Regions from separate parts of the Mus musculus genome. Here regions 2, 3 and 4 are each linked to region 1. Evidence: chromatin contacts called from public HiChIP or PLAC-seq data. All regions are on one chromosome and are shown on one strand. The core of a region is the stretch at or near the end of the contact, and the rest is flanking DNA. Distances in the headings are between cores, read along the strand shown.

The links. HiChIP or PLAC-seq counts read pairs in DNA pulled down with a chosen protein or histone mark.
Region 2: an H3K27ac HiChIP or PLAC-seq map of the NIH/3T3 cell line shows a contact between it and region 1, with 5 times the contacts expected there. The contact joins two enhancer-like sites. A contact is called at or near these places in 1 of 39 promoter capture datasets (the 3T3-L1 cell line), 1 of 15 datasets of contacts at CTCF or cohesin (the NIH/3T3 cell line), 13 of 484 Hi-C or Micro-C datasets (the 3T3-L1 cell line, 3T3-L1-derived adipocytes, adipose-derived mesenchymal stem cells and 7 more) and 2 of 115 datasets of contacts at active chromatin or transcription factors (the NIH/3T3 cell line and embryonic fibroblasts).
Region 3: a contact with region 1 is called in a CTCF HiChIP or PLAC-seq map of the NIH/3T3 cell line, with 13 read pairs. The contact joins two enhancer-like sites.
Region 4: a contact with region 1 is called in an H3K27ac HiChIP or PLAC-seq map of embryonic fibroblasts, with 6 times the contacts expected there. The contact joins two enhancer-like sites. A contact is called at or near these places in 1 of 15 datasets of contacts at CTCF or cohesin (the NIH/3T3 cell line), 2 of 484 Hi-C or Micro-C datasets (adipose-derived mesenchymal stem cells and embryonic fibroblasts) and 2 of 115 datasets of contacts at active chromatin or transcription factors (the NIH/3T3 cell line and embryonic fibroblasts).

The regions. Positions count from the first base shown.
Region 1 is chr4:64,899,515-64,903,560 of GRCm38.p6, forward strand. No RefSeq gene overlaps it. Among named protein-coding and RNA genes, the nearest start is that of Pappa, 220 kb to the right of the region's middle. Within about 2 kb of position 2,142, at least 40 of the 459 cell types and tissues checked have an H3K27ac peak or open chromatin away from gene starts, as enhancers often do. A contact at or near this core is called in the NIH/3T3 cell line, adipose-derived mesenchymal stem cells and embryonic fibroblasts, where this site is marked.
Region 2 is chr4:64,533,979-64,538,024 of GRCm38.p6, forward strand. No RefSeq gene overlaps it. Among named protein-coding and RNA genes, the nearest start is that of Gm23950, 91 kb to the left of the region's middle. Within about 2 kb of position 2,098, at least 15 of the 459 cell types and tissues checked have an H3K27ac peak or open chromatin away from gene starts, as enhancers often do. A contact at or near this core is called in the NIH/3T3 cell line and adipose-derived mesenchymal stem cells, where this site is marked.
Region 3 is chr4:65,240,730-65,244,775 of GRCm38.p6, forward strand. The region is part of intron 9 of Pappa (pregnancy-associated plasma protein A); the gene reads left to right. Among named protein-coding and RNA genes, the nearest start is that of Pappa, 120 kb to the left of the region's middle. Within about 2 kb of position 2,137, at least 65 of the 459 cell types and tissues checked have an H3K27ac peak or open chromatin away from gene starts, as enhancers often do. A contact at or near this core is called in the NIH/3T3 cell line, where this site is marked.
Region 4 is chr4:64,633,291-64,637,336 of GRCm38.p6, forward strand. No RefSeq gene overlaps it. Among named protein-coding and RNA genes, the nearest start is that of Gm23950, 190 kb to the left of the region's middle. Within about 2 kb of position 2,136, at least 45 of the 459 cell types and tissues checked have an H3K27ac peak or open chromatin away from gene starts, as enhancers often do. A contact at or near this core is called in the NIH/3T3 cell line, adipose-derived mesenchymal stem cells and embryonic fibroblasts, where this site is marked.

The DNA.
Region 1 (4,046 bases), core at 892-3,391:
ACAAAGGTCTCTAATACTTTCCTAATTGTTTCCATTAGTTTATCATTTGTTCCATGTCTATATAATTTACTTGAAGGTGTATTCCAATTTAGTAATTATTTTCTGCTATCTTCCACCTGAGATTAAGCATAGCTATGTAATGAATTATTATCTTTATGTGTTTTAGCTCTAGAATTCTTATTTTTAATTTTTATTTATATATGTATGTGTGCACAGGTTAGCAGGTGGTCTTGGAGTCTAGTGGAGAGTGTCAGGTGACAATGAACTGGAATCTCACCAGATCTGAGCTCAGTATCGACCAGAATAAGATTATGTGACTTGGTTTCTTCTAGGCACGCCTGGGGCTCTGAATATGTACATGTTTTCCTAGAGGCCCCAAACCGTGTTAAATTCATTAAAAAATACCTAGGAGTTTGTCAGTCCTGAGGCTGCTGTTTGGGGTAGAGTAGGATGTACACATGTGCATGTTCATGAGGAAGGCAGAGGACAGAATCAGCTGTTGTTCTTTAGGACCTGGCCACCTTTTGTTTTAATACAGGATCTTTCACTGGTATGGGTTTTGCCAAAGGGCTAGACCAGGCTGACCAGTGAGACGCAGGGATCTTTCTGTTTCACCACCCCAGTGACCAGATGACATGCTTTCATGCTTCTTCAAGACACGCTGTGGCATGCTTCTATTACATATTCTCACTTCCCATTCTACCTCCAGTTTGATTCAGTTACTTGCAACCACAGGATCCCAACCAACATAATGACTTCATAAGGGAAATGCAGTCTGCCTTGATTTACTCAGCCTTCCTACTTTCCACTCATTCATTCACACACTATTAGCTAAGCTGGCCAGACTAGTTGGACATCTTCTATTACTCATACTCTTCCACTCTGTCTTCTTGGCCTGTTTTATTAAGAGATCTTATTATAATAGTGTCCTTTCATATCATGCTATGACAAGAGACTGGTCCCGTCTATTCATTTATTCCACCCCCTAAGAGTTGTTTCCTCCTTTTCTTCATCTTAAAAAAAAATCCCCTTTCTAATCATCAAAGGGAGAAAACTTCCCAGGGATAAATACTTTAAATCAGTTCATGAACTTTTCCTAGAAGCAAACCTTCTTTTTCAATTTATCTCTTCAGTATACGAGATCTAAACACTATATAACACTTGATTATTGCAAGAACATTATACAACAGTTATTACTGGTTCTAAAAACAGGAGGTTATATTATAAATTTATTTGTTTAAATCACTGTTCATTGTCCATAGGGGCAGCTCAAGGTAAAACTCTGACAAAGCATGTGCTGCAAACTTGTTTCTTATTCATGTCTAGTTTCATTGTTTGTTTACATACATGACATGCTACTTCTAGAAGAGACACTCTTACTCTACTGCTCAATTTTAGATTATTTTTTCAATTTATAAAATGTGGCAAACACTGCCTAAATATTAGGATTATATGGAGAATTGGTTTGAATGGTTATAAAAATCCTACTGCTGGATCTTATCAAAGGTACCACGAAGTGGTTGACAGTTTAGCATCCTGCTATCCAGTACTTGCAGTGGTTACCAGTCCCCACCCTCCAGTTTCATTAACAAATTTTAGTATGTAATCTTTTGTTTCTTCTTCCTAATCCTTCATTTCCTCTGACTGTTTCATTTCATTTCGGTTCCCAGCAAGCAGGCCACTTATGTCTGGTTTATCAGGCAAGCTGAGGCATGCACAGACATGTCTACAAGCTCCTCAGAAGGCTGATTCTGACACAGCTTAGCACCAGGTCCCCCTCCCTTCACACTATGTTCTGTACTCCAAGTGGTTGGACAGAGGTTCATGCTTTCAAAGCTTTAGAATTTACACAGAGTCTCTGCCCTGGATTTACTTAGTGTCCAGCTGCTGAGATTTATCTTGAAATTTCTAAGTGCAAGGCTGCAATCAAAGTCTGAGGGCACAAAACTGAACAAATAAAGATGTTTGGGGACTGCCTGTTTTTCTCATGTGATTTGCACATTTTTCTTGGCTTGCGTAATCTGAGGTGGCTGGGACCATAGGCCCCTTCATTTCTTGGCTCAGTAGTACGCAGTATATGGCAGTAATACAAATACAGGAGCTGGATATGCAAAAGGAGGCTTCACCCCTGCTAGGAAGGCATCCACCTCTGTGCCTCCCAGACAGTGTTGACGCATTCAGACAAGCTGGACAAAGAACGTACAGTCTACATTCCCTGGCCTTTGAAGGAAAGATGTTGCAATGTACAGGCAATTGGAGAGTTTGCCTAATTCATCAAAACATTCACATTTGCTAGTAATACAATGCAGCTATGATGAGAAGGACTCAGGGAGAGTTGTGTGGATTAAGGTTCAAACAGATCATGCCTACTAGTTTCTATTCAACTGGTTAAGCTTTGAAGCAGCTTTCCCCTCATTCATGAAAGTGTTACAGGGCTGTGTAAAACAAACAATAAAGAAAACAAAGCAAAACAAACAAGCAAACAACAACAACAACAGCAAACTCATGGGCTTGGTTACCAGATGAATCTAAGGCTAGCTGAAGGATCTTGGCAATAATATACTTTCTAAAGTTTATCCTCCTATCATAAGAGAAAAAACAGTAAAATTGAACTCTTCAGAGATTTTTGTAGAGATTCATTGAGATAATGCGTAGTGGTTAGCAGGGAAATACAGTCAATAAGTACTATAAACAGTTTCTATCATCTTCTGCTTTTCAACTGAAGACTGTGAACCAGGTTTTCATACAGTGATTTTGTCTTTCTTTGTACCTTGGAGTTGGTTGGGCCTTAAACTGGGAGTTGGGAAACAAAGAGAAACTTATTTTGTTTCTTTAAATCTTTTTGAAAAAAAATTAAATGTATATGTATTCTGCCTGTGTGATATGACTGTGTACTATGTGTGTGCAGTGCCCACAAGTGCCAAAAGAGGGCATGAGATACACTGGGAATCAATTTACAAACAGCTTTGAGCCACCACTTGGTTGTTGGAAATCAAACCCTGATCCTTTTGAACAGCAATAAATGCTCTTAACCCCTGATCTATCACTCCAACACCAAGAAATATATTTTGAATGGGGCAAATAAAGCTTTAATTTAGTCCCCCTATTACCTCTGTCTAATCCCCATGGCTTATGAAAAGAACCGTTTCTTCAGATTTTTTGTTTGTTTGTTTGTTTGTTTGTTTTGTTTTGTTTTAAACCCAGTTGGAAAGCAAATTATTTCTATTCCAAAGAGAAAATTAATTGGAATATAATAATTATAGCAGGCTTCTTTAATATCGTTTTTTTCAGTTTCCAAATAGTTTTAAAGTAGTTTGCGTTTTACAGAATACTTCCATCGTCACATTAACCCTGGGAAATTCTTACATGGACTTGACTAATAAAGAAAAGGAAGAGCAGAGGAGCTAAATCACCTGTCCAGCTAAGAACCAGAAACCAAGTAGTCCTTCCGGAGCTTCTGTCAGTCATCATGCTTTTTATCTAGTGGACTATAAAATGTGTGTTAACATGGAGCCATAGTGCCACCCTGGAAACTTGTACCTAATTCTACCTAATGAGCCAGTATTCAGCTCATCATTGTGTTTTCTGATATGATTCATTTAATGGAAATGGAAACAATTTCCTTACAATTTTTAAAAAATATTTTATTATATAACTTTCAAACACTATAAAAATATTGTGTCCACGTAATGCTATAATTAACACATTGGCTCATCAGAGGCATAGCTGCTGATCTATTGATATTATTTGTGATGCATTTAGCAGTAAGTTGTATATATCCCTGTACCCTGCCTAGGACCTTCAGGATGCATATGACTAATTACAATTTGATATAGTGTGTTATTTTTCTTTTCAAATGTCCTCAGATAAATAAAATTTTGGTAAATTCAGAACATAATTAAACATGAAGCTCTGGTTTGTCTCTTTGTAATATTATTATTTCATTATTATCATTGTTGTTACTGCTGATGTTGACATTTTTATACCTGGCTTCTTAAGCCTTTAAGTCAATATTCTACTCAACTGCTTTCTTCCTTGCTCAGTTC
Region 2 (4,046 bases), core at 848-3,347, 370 kb before region 1:
TGATGCTGGATGATTGACTGCAAGGCTTAGAACAGACGGAACAAATTGGTAAGATCCGGTCTCAAAACAAACAACATAGAAACAAACAAACAAACAAACAAAGTTAGAGCTTCAGCTTCATCCTTCTGATTTCTAGTATCAAGTCATTGTCTATTTCTACAAGAGACATAGTGGTATTAACAGAAAATCTCATTCTATTTCTCCTTTTTCAAAGCTTCTGAATTTCATCTTTCTCCAAAGTCCAGAGATCGAGCATAGAAAACAAACCTGTCTCTTCCCTCTCTCTACCCGCAATCCTGGGCCCAGCCCGGCAGTAAATGCTGTGAGAGGAAGAAGAGTACATACTCTATTTCATGGTCCTACAGGATACTCAAGCTTGGAAGGAAGAACCATGATTGTCTCATCTAACCATCACTTTTACATCTAAGAAACCCAAGCCAGGAAAGAGTGGAAATATTCTTATAGATGACGCCATGGGGTAGTGTGAGGTGACCTACTTTTCTTTAATGTGACCTACACCTTGATGTCATTTAGTTTGGAAACAGTGCCCACTTCAATTGCATTCTCTCTAAAATACCATCTAGTTTATTTTTTTTATCAAAAAGGCTACCCCTCTGCATACATACATGTTAACTATTTTAGCATCTTCCAGTTCAGTGCTGTAAAATCTCACCAAACTAAAAATCATTATGCATAACTTCACTTCGTTTCTGAAAATTTTTAGTTTCCTATACTTATTTGTCTTGTTTGATTTGAGACAGAGGCTCCTGAAGTCCAGTCCATCTTTGAATTTTAGGTATCCTAAATCCTGGTTGTCCTGCCTCCATGTTCCTGGTGTTGGGATTACAGATGTGTACTGCCACACTAGGTAGATTCTGTGCAAGAGACTAAACCATGGTCTTATGAATGCTTGACAAACACTCTCCAAACTAAACTATCTTCTCAGCCCCATCTATCATCTTTCATTGCAGTAACAGCAATGTGTTACAGTTACCTTCCTCCTTGCCTGATTCCCCATGACACAGAATGCCCCTCGGGAAAAGAATTAAATCTTAAGCATCTTTGTAACTCTAGATCCTGTTATTATCTTTAGCAAATGGTAGGTGATGGATAATAAGTTGCTAAGAATTATAGTGCTTAGAATTAGTGTGGTACATCAAGACCAAACTGGAAGGGTATTGTCAAAAATTAAAGTAGATGACATAGAAAAGCCACATGTTGATAGCTGTTTACAGTTTAAAATCTATCCAAGTATATAAAGTGTCCCAAATCTTTCCTAACTCTGCCCCTCAAGACCCCTCCGGTCAGGGGAAGGCAGAGATGAACTAAGGACTCAGCTGTACAACTTCTACTAATTTAGTAGATATTTACTAAGTGTTCTCCAAAGTGGAGCTGGAAAGAATTTGAGAAGAGAACCTGGAGGAAGACCCAATGAATGAAAAGACAACTTTTCTCAGTTACAAAGGGCTTCATTATGAAAGATGGCATATGCCATGCTTAGGAGTTAGGATAAAGAAGTCTGCCCAGTCTCCTGGATTCCTGGACATAGACCTTCATCTCTTTTGGAGGTAAAAGAGAATTTACAGTCTTCTAGTTGGGTTTTTGTTTTATAGGGGAAGACATTAAGGCACAGAGAGAAGAAATTCCCCAGAGAGTAAGTGACAGAGCCAGGGTCAGAAACCAGGTCTTCTGACTTACAGCCCAGCACTCTTCAGCACATGGCTGGAATAATCCACCACACACCTGGCCATTCGTTGCTTTCAGAATCCAGCCACTACTCACTTTTCTCTGCATGGCAAGCAGCCAAGAGCCTTGAACTTCTCTGTGTTACCATTCTGCCCTTTGCCGAATGGGATATTAAAATATTCACTTGGGGGGTGGGGTGGGTCATGGGGTTCCGTCCATAAATGTTTGTGATTTGCTCTGAGCTATTTGGGCCAGAGGGACTCCAGAAATGGGAGACCCCAGTGGCCACAGTGGTGGTATCTGAGACTTCTCTGAGGTCTTGACTTTACTCTGCAGAATTAAGGAGATGGTTTAAGTGATAAACTATTCCTCATGAGCTGTATCTGTGTTGAAAGCACAGCATGAGTTCCCTGCACGCTTCCTCTCGCACAACCACAGCTATGCACCAATCCTCCTGGGTTCAGAGATGGAACTCTGGTTAAATGCGTGGAATTTATTCTTAGTCCTTTTCTTAATTACAGTTTTATTTTTATTTCTCTGGTGTTCTCTAGAGGAGGGGTTGGAAAGAAAGGAAAAAGAAGGGGGGGGGGAGGGAAATAGACTTCCAAGGTTTTTTTTTCTTTCCTTTTTTTCCCTCTCTCCTTATTTTTGTTTTGTTTCTGAACTGCCTGCTCCCAGCAAAGTAGAAGGCTTTAAGGGATCTTGCAGGGATACAAATCACATTCCAGTGAAGCTAGGGTTCAGAAGACACGTAATGAATACAATGAAAACAAAACTTGAGGTGAGCACATTCATTTTATAACTAATGAATCCCCTAGGCTGATAGACAAAGACTGAAGCTTTTATTCATCATTAATTTAATAAACAAAGAGAGTGGGCCTCAGGGTAAAGGGGCTATTCAGTCATGCTGAGGATGTGCCCAGCAAATTGCTATGTAATAACCAACAACATTGCTTCCCCTGACTGTTCACAGAGATTTTCCTCCTGTGTCTAATCTGGTCCCCAAAACTACCACACACTGCCAGTATTCTCAGTGTCAGACAGCATCCACTCAATGTTTATATCGATATCCTATCTTAGTGAGCATAACTCGATGTGTGTGGTTCCTTTAATGCAAATAAGTACCAGACTACATAAAATTTAGTGTTTCATTCACAAAATGGAGAGAATAGGCCATTGTTTATCAGTATCTTGAGAACATGTGCAGAGAGAATGGAGGCAAATAACACTGTGTAATATAAATAATGTGAATTCTTGGCATATGAAACTACACACACACACACACACACACACACACACACACACACACACACCCTTTTCCTCTGGACTCAGATGCTAGCAGACAAAGGATCTGTTTCATCAAGCATATTATGGTGCGTGTGCATAGTCCTCCAGACTAACCCCTTACTTTCTTGGCCCTGTTGCTTTTTGGAACTTTTAAATCATTTGACAAAAGCTGTAGTCAACTTGAGCCACTAACTAGACTTGGCATATTAGACCTATGTATGGATCAAGTGCATACCTATGATCTTGTTTCCAGCTCCACAGAAATTGAGACACTATCTACCTCCATAATCTTTTTGCAGAGAACCTAGTGAGCTCAAAGCACTTTAAATAATACCTGGGGGGGGGGGGGCTGTGGTCAATGTGGCTGCTGGTTCTGAAGGGGGAGGGTGATGCTTTGGACTATGAGATTGGAAGCTCATGAAGAATGAAGCTAGGGTGAGCTGGGGGAGTCCCTGCTTTCCTCGAACTTTCTGTTCTTTCACCTGTGTCCCTGAGTAGTCTTGCATGCACTCTCTGGCCAAGCTCAAGTGTCACCTTTCCCAGAAAGCCTGCTCAGCTCTGTATCCTTTTCCTCTTCCCCCTTCAAGAATGGCTGTCATTCCTGTCAACAGTTGAAACACTGCATCACCCTCTTCTATGTCAGGGAGCAATATTTACTATTGCCATTACTGTTTCATTTTTTTTCAAGGCTGAATATAAGCCTTTTGTACTTGGTTTTACCCTTCAGTATGAATTCATTTATTTAATGTTCATAAATATAAATAAATTGGCAAAGAAGTAGTATGTCATGTGATATTGAAGTGTCTTTGCAGAGTGATTCATCATGACTATGTGGAATTCTTTGTGCAAGAAAATCTCGTAAGCAGCGAGAGGTTATGAGCCTTGGATGGAGTATCCAATAAGAAGTTTTAGATACTGATTCTGAAATCATTGACTCCGTGATTCTGAATGAAGTGTGCTCATTGATTTCACGTAGAACCTGCTTACTTCTTAACTGGCAAAGGAATACACTATGGAGACAGAGGGGAGGATTTCTCAGACTCTGAGTTAGTTATAAAAGTTGTCAAAGTAAC
Region 3 (4,046 bases), core at 887-3,386, 340 kb after region 1:
GCTAAAAGGTCACTTAGTCACTCCTGATTTAAAGAGCTTCAGGGGTGAATGGAGATTGTACTATTATGAAGCAATTCTCATACTAAATTAGTAGAAATGGAATGTATAGGTTACTTTAAAGGAAGGCTCTCCCTTTCTCTTCTCTCTTTTATTTGTGTTAGAGAAAAGACATCAGCCGTATCCTTGACTGGTCATTTAGAATTCCATGATAGAGACTCACAAATACAGGCATTTCAGGGAGAATGGAACTCATTCTACGATGCCAGCTTCCAGAGACTGCATTTCAACACAAACTCCAAAGCTTGAGTCTGTAAAACATTCTAAGAAAAACAGTTCAAGTATAGACAGACAATTTTTCACACCCTTTCCCCAATAGCTCTAATGAGTCAGAGAAGAGAGACTGGAGAGGGGTCGGGGACTGAGGGGTGAGGGCGGGTGCTGTGTACAGGTGAGCATTCTTATCATTGTATGTGTCAAGAATGGTGGCCAGGAGGATAGGCCGCTGTGAAACTGACTTTCATTCACACCACAGCTTGTACATACCATGTTGATGAATACTTCTTATTAAAACAAACACCACCCAGAAAAAGTAAAAAGACCTGGAGCTCATTTGTGGCAGATATCTATCAATATTTTGAAGTGTTACTTTCTGAATCCTGGATTTGGGAAATCAAGATCATTTTTTCAGTAGGGTGGAGCCCAATCCTCATTAGAGCACTAGATAATATCCAATCATCTTCCCGAAGTTACTCTGCAGATTGCGTGGGGACCCACAACTTACCTTCTAGGCTTAACTTCTACCTCAGCAGACAACCAAGCCACAGGTTGGATTTTGAAGCCATATTGAACCTATTTTGATGATCATTCATGAAATGACAGTATCCAAAGTACTTTAGCATCATAGCTGAGGAAACTAGAAAGGTGTGTTATTTCTTATGGAGACTAAGTACCTGGGCCAGAGCAGCTGCCATCTGCCTGAAATTCCCCTCAGGGAAAGCCATTTCTATTCTCCCGCCCTATGAGAGAGCCCTTCATCACTGAGTGTTTCAAATAGATCATTTATTTCATTTATTTTGCTCAAGCTAACCAAAACTGGTTTCTGCTGATTATGTATTAAAATCCTAACTGAAAACTCTCTTCACAAAATAGAAAGAAGTTTAGAAGCATTTCCTGAAACTAGACTTTCCTCTCTCATGTAACTGTAGGGAGTCGGGATTCTGTGGAAGAAGAAGTATCAACCAGAGCAGTCCTTTAGGGAGCAGCATAGTACTAAATGGGGTGGCCCTATGTTGTGCAGCTTTATTCAATATGAGCCTATATGTGGCTCGTATCCCAGATATGAGATCTAAAATTTATTAGGATGTCTCAACTGGCTCAAGGTTCCAAAGGTATGGTGCTCCCTCCAAATTGAATACAGGACCCTGCTTTTTCTCCTCCAGAGCTTTGCCATTGGAATGGACTTCCTTCCTTCCTTCCTTCCTTCCTTCCTTCCTTCCTTCCTTCCTTCCTTTCTTCCTTCCTTCCTTCCTTCCTCCTTCCCTCCCTCCTTCCCTCTCTCCCTCCCTCCCTCCCTTCCTCCTCCTTCTGCTTCTCTTCCTTAATCTATGTCTTCCTCCTCCTTCTTGTCGTTGTCCTCCCCACTCCTCCTCCTCCTCTTCCTCTGCCTTTCTTTGCCACCCTTGTCATCACAGACCATTTAGAAGGGCTGTTTTCTCTGGGCCAGTAACAGCAGTGTGAGGGTGGGTGACAGATTTATGGGGGCATTCCCCTTCACTTTTCAGAAGCCCACACATCCGGAAGTATTCCCAAGGTGCCAATGTGTTATTGTGCAACACTCTGGTGACTTCCCTTTCCCACTTTCCCACCCCCAGTGCCCTAGTCCCCCAGTACATAAGTTTCTTATTACAACAAACACCACCCACAAGACCTCTTGAGTAATGCCGACTGCATTCCCCTTTGCAATGTGGAAATTATCTTGTCCTTTTTCGGCTGTTTAGAACTATAACACACACCAGGCCTGGGGTTTCCTTTAGAAACCATGATATCAGTGAAGTGATAACTCCCCCAGCAGGCTCTGGCTGGAGGCATTGTTCAGCAGCTTTGGGGAGTCCTCTCTAAGGCACTGAGTCATAAATGGCAGACAGGCTGCTGATAAAAGCTGAAGGAGGGAAGGTCAAATTAGTCAGACAAAATGTGCAGGATCCCCTAAAGGGCTTGCAGTTAGTCATAGATCTTGAGCCAACGCTGGAAACATGATCATTTCAGAGAGGACATTTAAGCCCTTACAGAATATGCAACTCTGGGTGCCTTTATATTTCACACTATGTGCTTCACGATAGTCCTGGATAGTTCACTTCTTGTCCTGGCTTAGTGGTAGACCTTGTGCGGTTCAACATCTTGAAACTCGGTTTTTCCCTTTGTGAAAGGCTCTTTTTGTTTTCAAGATCCACCTAATACTGAACATCCTTCATGGCTTGAGGAGATTCAAATTTTGCTGGATGCTGACATAGAGTCAAGAAAACAAATTCATAGAGACTCCCACATCATATCTCTCAGGACTGCAGGCACCCCCCACCATGTGTCTCTTTCTCCCAGCTCCTCTCCCCAGCAGCTCTCAGCCTCACTTTGTCTCCCATCCCTGACAGGGCATCTCCACCCCAGTGTTAGAGCCAGGGCCAGTAACTCAATTAGCACTCCCTAAAGCCCAGTGCCCTCCCTCTCTGTGTGGTAGATACACAGTAAGGGGCTGAGGATCAATCTGCCTGGCCACTAAGTTGCTGGGAGGGCAGGGGGTCACCTAGCCTATGGCCCCTCTGTCAGACCATCCTGGCCCTGACTGAAGCAAGGCGAGAAAGGAAAACAAGAAGATGAATCGTTGTGTCTTCTCAGTGGATATGCCTAGGAGAGTTTAGAACAACAATGACTAAAAAAGAAAACAGTATTTTAGGCTGGAGAGGAGGGAGACAGGGGCTCTGCTGGGAGCTGCATTTATTATTATTTTTCTTTTTAACAGTACTTTCTGTGTAACCGTAATGGAAGAATCCACCTCTCATCTTAGGAAAAAAATAATTTGAGAAACGAAATCAAACATTCCTCATTGCCTAAATTCATTTACAGTTCCCTCTGTTAAAACAAACAAACAAAACATCTCTATATATTGTAACTTTCCCTTCCAAGGCTTTCTGGAAAGAATGCTTTCCTTGACTTAAAGATAGGCCTTTATACAGAAAATAAAAATAAAGTTAAAAAAAAAAGAGGAAGAGATGGGGATGGCCATGATAGGGGTGGCAACGATGGTGATAGAGTCAGGATGTGCACAGCACAAACAGAGCATCAGATGGCATCGTAGTTACCAACACGGCATCTGGCTGAAAATCTGATGCAGAAGCTATATAAACCTGTGCCTCAGTTTTCATCAGCAAAATATATTAGTTATTATTGTTACTACTTAGAGTTGTGATAAGCCAATACAGTTTCTGATCTGAGCCAGGTAGTTTACCATGAGTTTGATCCCCAAAGCAATACAAGTGGAAAAGGGCTCATTTATGATCGGTGTTAAAATAGTGACACTTAGTAGTTTTAAAGGAGTATACATTGTTTTCTTTCATGTTTTACTAGCATGGTTCATTAAAAATTTTACCAGCACTCCCAGCAACTCTAAAACATTACTAAAGTCATCACCCAGTTTGATAAAGGATAAAATTGTAAATCTGAACTATCATGTGCATTGCCCAAGGTCATACTAGATTAGGAGAAGTGGAATTTGCACCAGGTAGGTGGGCTCATTAGGCAGGGCTCCATTTGTTAGATGCCTAATTCCACCAATATTATGCTAAAAAAATTCTGAAATGTCACATATCATTCAACCTTCCAGAGTAGCCTTACACATCTTGCTGACCAGAAAATAGAGGCACTGAGATGGGCTTGAGCGAATTGTCTAAAGTCATCTCACCAGGTAGGTCAGAGAAGAGAGTTCAAATAACAAAGATTGTGTCCCACACCTGGATAAAGTCTTGAATGAGCAGGAGAGTATTATCTGGTCTTTC
Region 4 (4,046 bases), core at 886-3,385, 270 kb before region 1:
ACTCTTTGGTTGGTAGTTTACTCTCTGGGACCTCTGGGAAATTTGGGTAGTTTATATTGATGTTCTTCCTATGAGGTTGCAATTCCATTCAGCTCTTTCCGTTCTTCCCCTAACTCTCCCATTGCTCTTATACACAAGTTTTCCATGAAATTGAGATGATTCATATAAAAGTCTTATTCATCTAGTATTCTCTACTATGTGTAGTTACTTCTAATTCCATGAGAATGGACCATGAGTTATATCCCTTGTACAGGAAAAATGCATACTTGGGAAAGATAGTTTCATATGGAAACAAGTGTCTGAAGCATGATTTCTTTATAAACACATGCAACAAAAGATGACTTTGTTTAGAGCAGCTAGGTAAGTAGCACAATGAAGACATTAAATATTTGAGAAAACTGGAGAGGAATGGAGTTTGGGACCAATCCTGAGTAGTTCTCTGCTAATATGATTCCTGACCTACCTTAGGTAAACCATTGAGACTACATATGATTTTAAAACTTTTAGTATTTTCACTTTTACAAGGAAATGACATGATTTTAAATATTGTTCCCTTCTACCAAACACTGTGCACTTTCCAAACAATGCACTTACGGTCTAAATCTAAATCATTTATAGCTTTGCCAGCCACTGAAGGTCTTTTTGCAGAAAGAAGGCTAGGTTTTGGCAGAACCACATATATACCTAAAGGACATTGAAAGGTTGTTCCCCAAAGGCCATTTCATGCTGTCAAAAGATTCTATCAAGGACGAGGTCCTGTTCTGCATTACATTCTGTTGAGGTCAGCAGGCAGAGATAGACACTGATAGACTATAAACCTAGGACAATGAAAAATCCATTTTCATGGAGTTTCTGATTTGAGTGAAAATACATCAAAAAGATACAAACCAACCGTCAGGAACATTATAATTTCTAATGATGGTAAGGAAGGAAAGGGCAGCAGAGTAAGAAACTGATGCAAAATTAGTGTTTGTGTGACTGGGCAGTCAGAGAAGCCCTGTAGAGGTCAAGAAGTTTGAGCTGAAAAGGGTCCAAGCAAGAAGGACATAACCACTCAGTGTATTAGAGGCAGAGCTTCTCAACACATTCAAGGAAAAGCTCAGGAAATGCCTTGAACTGACATATGTATGTGATCACAGCATCGATGCCATGTGTGTGGGACTGAGCGACGTACTAGAGAGATCACTGTACAATGACTGAAGTGGAGAAATACCAGGTCACTTATAGCATCATTAGACATGCTGAGGAGTTTGAAACCCAGTGACTTGAAGGTTTTAGAAAAGAAATGGAATGTGATTCCTTTAGAAGATAAATGTTTTTGAAAGTCATCTTTAACCATTTTGGGGATTAGGTTAGAAAGCTGATAAGGAAAGTGTTAGAGAGAAGGCTTCCTGAGAGCTAAGGATGCTTTAAGTCTGAGTGATATTAACATTGATAAAACTGGAAGGGAGAAAAGAGGACAAAATATCGAAGAGGCAGTGGTTACTAGTGAACTGAATATGGCAGGGCTAAATGAAACAGAAATTAACATTTACTTTGTTCAGAGCAATTAGGTGAATACCACAGTGAAGACATCACATAGGGTAGGGAACTGGAGAAGGAAGGAGGTATGAGTGTTATCTTCCCTCTGATTAATCAGGAATATTGCCTATCATTTGAAAATGTCAGTATTTTTCATTTTGCAAAAAAGGCATAGTTTTGCATATTTTACTCCACTAAGCACTCTTCTATTTCCAAACAGAACCAGGATGGACACAGAGTGAGCCTTAAATCGGATTATTGCTTAAAGTATGACAGTAAGGCAGGGCTATGTTGCCAGAAACATTGGGGTTTATGACCATAGCACCAAATGCATGTAATGACCCTGCAGAGGACATATTGTTTCAACTTTACAGAAAAGCCAACTAATGCCAAAGCAGAGCAAAATTAGCCACCCAAGGAATCTGTGACATCTAATGATGTGCTACTCATGAAAGCCATCTACCCGAGGTACCTGTGACCTGTAGGGATGTGCTAATCATGAAAGCCGGGATCCTGACTTCCTGGGATCCTGGTTCCAGGGCTTGTTAATATAGTCACAAACCTGGAAGCATGGCCTATGCATAAACCCCAGAGGATTTTTTTCTCCATAGTTTTACAGTGGCCAGACTCTGACTCATGGAGGGAGAATCAGTGTCCTCATTATGTAGCAAATTCCATGAGCACACACCAAGTGTTGTTTTCTCTAAAAGACTTAAAGTAGCTTCCTCTCTGTCTCCTTCAATCAACACTTGCAGAACTGTGCTCAGGTTAAGGGAGTTCTGCTTGGTTTTTGTATAGACTCTTTGATATGCCCAAACTTCAATGGTTTTTGTTCAATCCCTGGAACCTCAGGCACAGCCAACCCACATGTGGTGGGAAGTGAGGGGAGAGGGAAAGAGGAATGTGAGGGAGACACAAACACAGCACAATGTTTTCTTTCTGAGAAACTTCATCAAGGCTCCAGTTCCAGTGACCTCACCTTTAAGCAATGCCAGCTCCTTTGCTTTAAATCAAAGTTGACTTGTGGTGGTGGTTCACATATTTGGAGACTTACAAGCCTACTGCTTCTGATGTTGCAAAGGGAAATCCTGAGGGCTAATATCTGGCCTTTAAGATCACAGTGGCTGATGATCTTGATATCTTCCATGTTTCACACTGAGACACAGAGGAAAGGTTTGCATGGAAGATGAAACTGTAGATGTGGCAAGCAACATTGAAACTGGGGCATTTAAGGGCATGCATCAGTGAGTGGACAGTCTGCATTCCCTTTCCTATGTATTAAAACTAAATCATAATAACAGGCTCTTTATTTAACTTCCTACTGTAATTCTTGCACCCTGAATTTACATGGTTTCCAAAAGTACTTTATATAAATTTCCTACCCAAATCCTTCCAAGTCTTATTCATCTCAAATAGAACATAATCCATGTATTGTTTGTAGTTGGATCATTTGTAGTCTGATCTCTGGCTATATCCATTATCGATTTCATGGCTACTTCTAGTGCTCATCTCTGAGCAAACGATTCTTACATCCTTGCTATTCCTGAAACCTATCCGACACTCTCAGATTCATGGTTACTAGTGTTGCTCTCTTCTTTAAGCAAACAAAAGGCTCTTTACACTAGAATATTAAAGCTTGTTTATTCATAGTTTTTAAAGTGTTTTCCCTCAAATACCCTCATATTCATGGATAAGAGTATTTCTCTAAGACATAGAAATTCTTCAAATCAGATTGGAGTATGTAAGACCATGAGACTGACTCAATTTTAAAAGAAAAAGACAGAGAGAGAGAGAGAGAGAGAGGAAGAAAGAAAGAAAGAAAGAAAGAAAGAAAGAAAGAAAGAAAGAAAGAAAGAGAAAGAAAGAACATGGTGATTAATTGTTTGTGTATATCCAGCTACTTAGTCAAACATCATTATGGGCTTTTCTGTGATGGTATTTTTGGATAAGATTAACATATGAATCAGTGGATTGAGTAAAGAAATTATTCTCTCTAATATAAGTGGACCTCATCTAATCAATGGAAGATCTGAATAAAAGAGAAAGGCTGACTCCAGTGTAAAAGAAAGTTTGTCTGCTCAATGCCTTTCTTGATGAAACAGAACCTTCAACTGTCAACAGAATCATTAACTGTCTCCATTCTCAGACATTTGAGATCAAAGTGGAATGAACCTTTGGTTCTCTTTCATCCCCATTCTAGCTTGTTTACACACACTGCTACCATCTCCCATAATGTTGAAACTCAGTTCATCAAAAGTAATATATTTCTGTGTCTCTATATCATATCAGTTTTACTTCTGGGGAACTTGTAGAAATAATGACTTTGGTACCAAGATTTGTTCTGAGAACTCTAATTTCAATTTAAAGAATGGATTTTTGTGAACTGGTCTAGAGTATCCAGGATTAGCTTCCCAATCTGATTATAAGTTAAGAGTTAAAGACTGTCTCAATGCCAAAGTGATTACTGATAATCTAGGTCATGATCAGAAAAGAGAAATTCCCAATTTTCCAACATATGCTTAAAA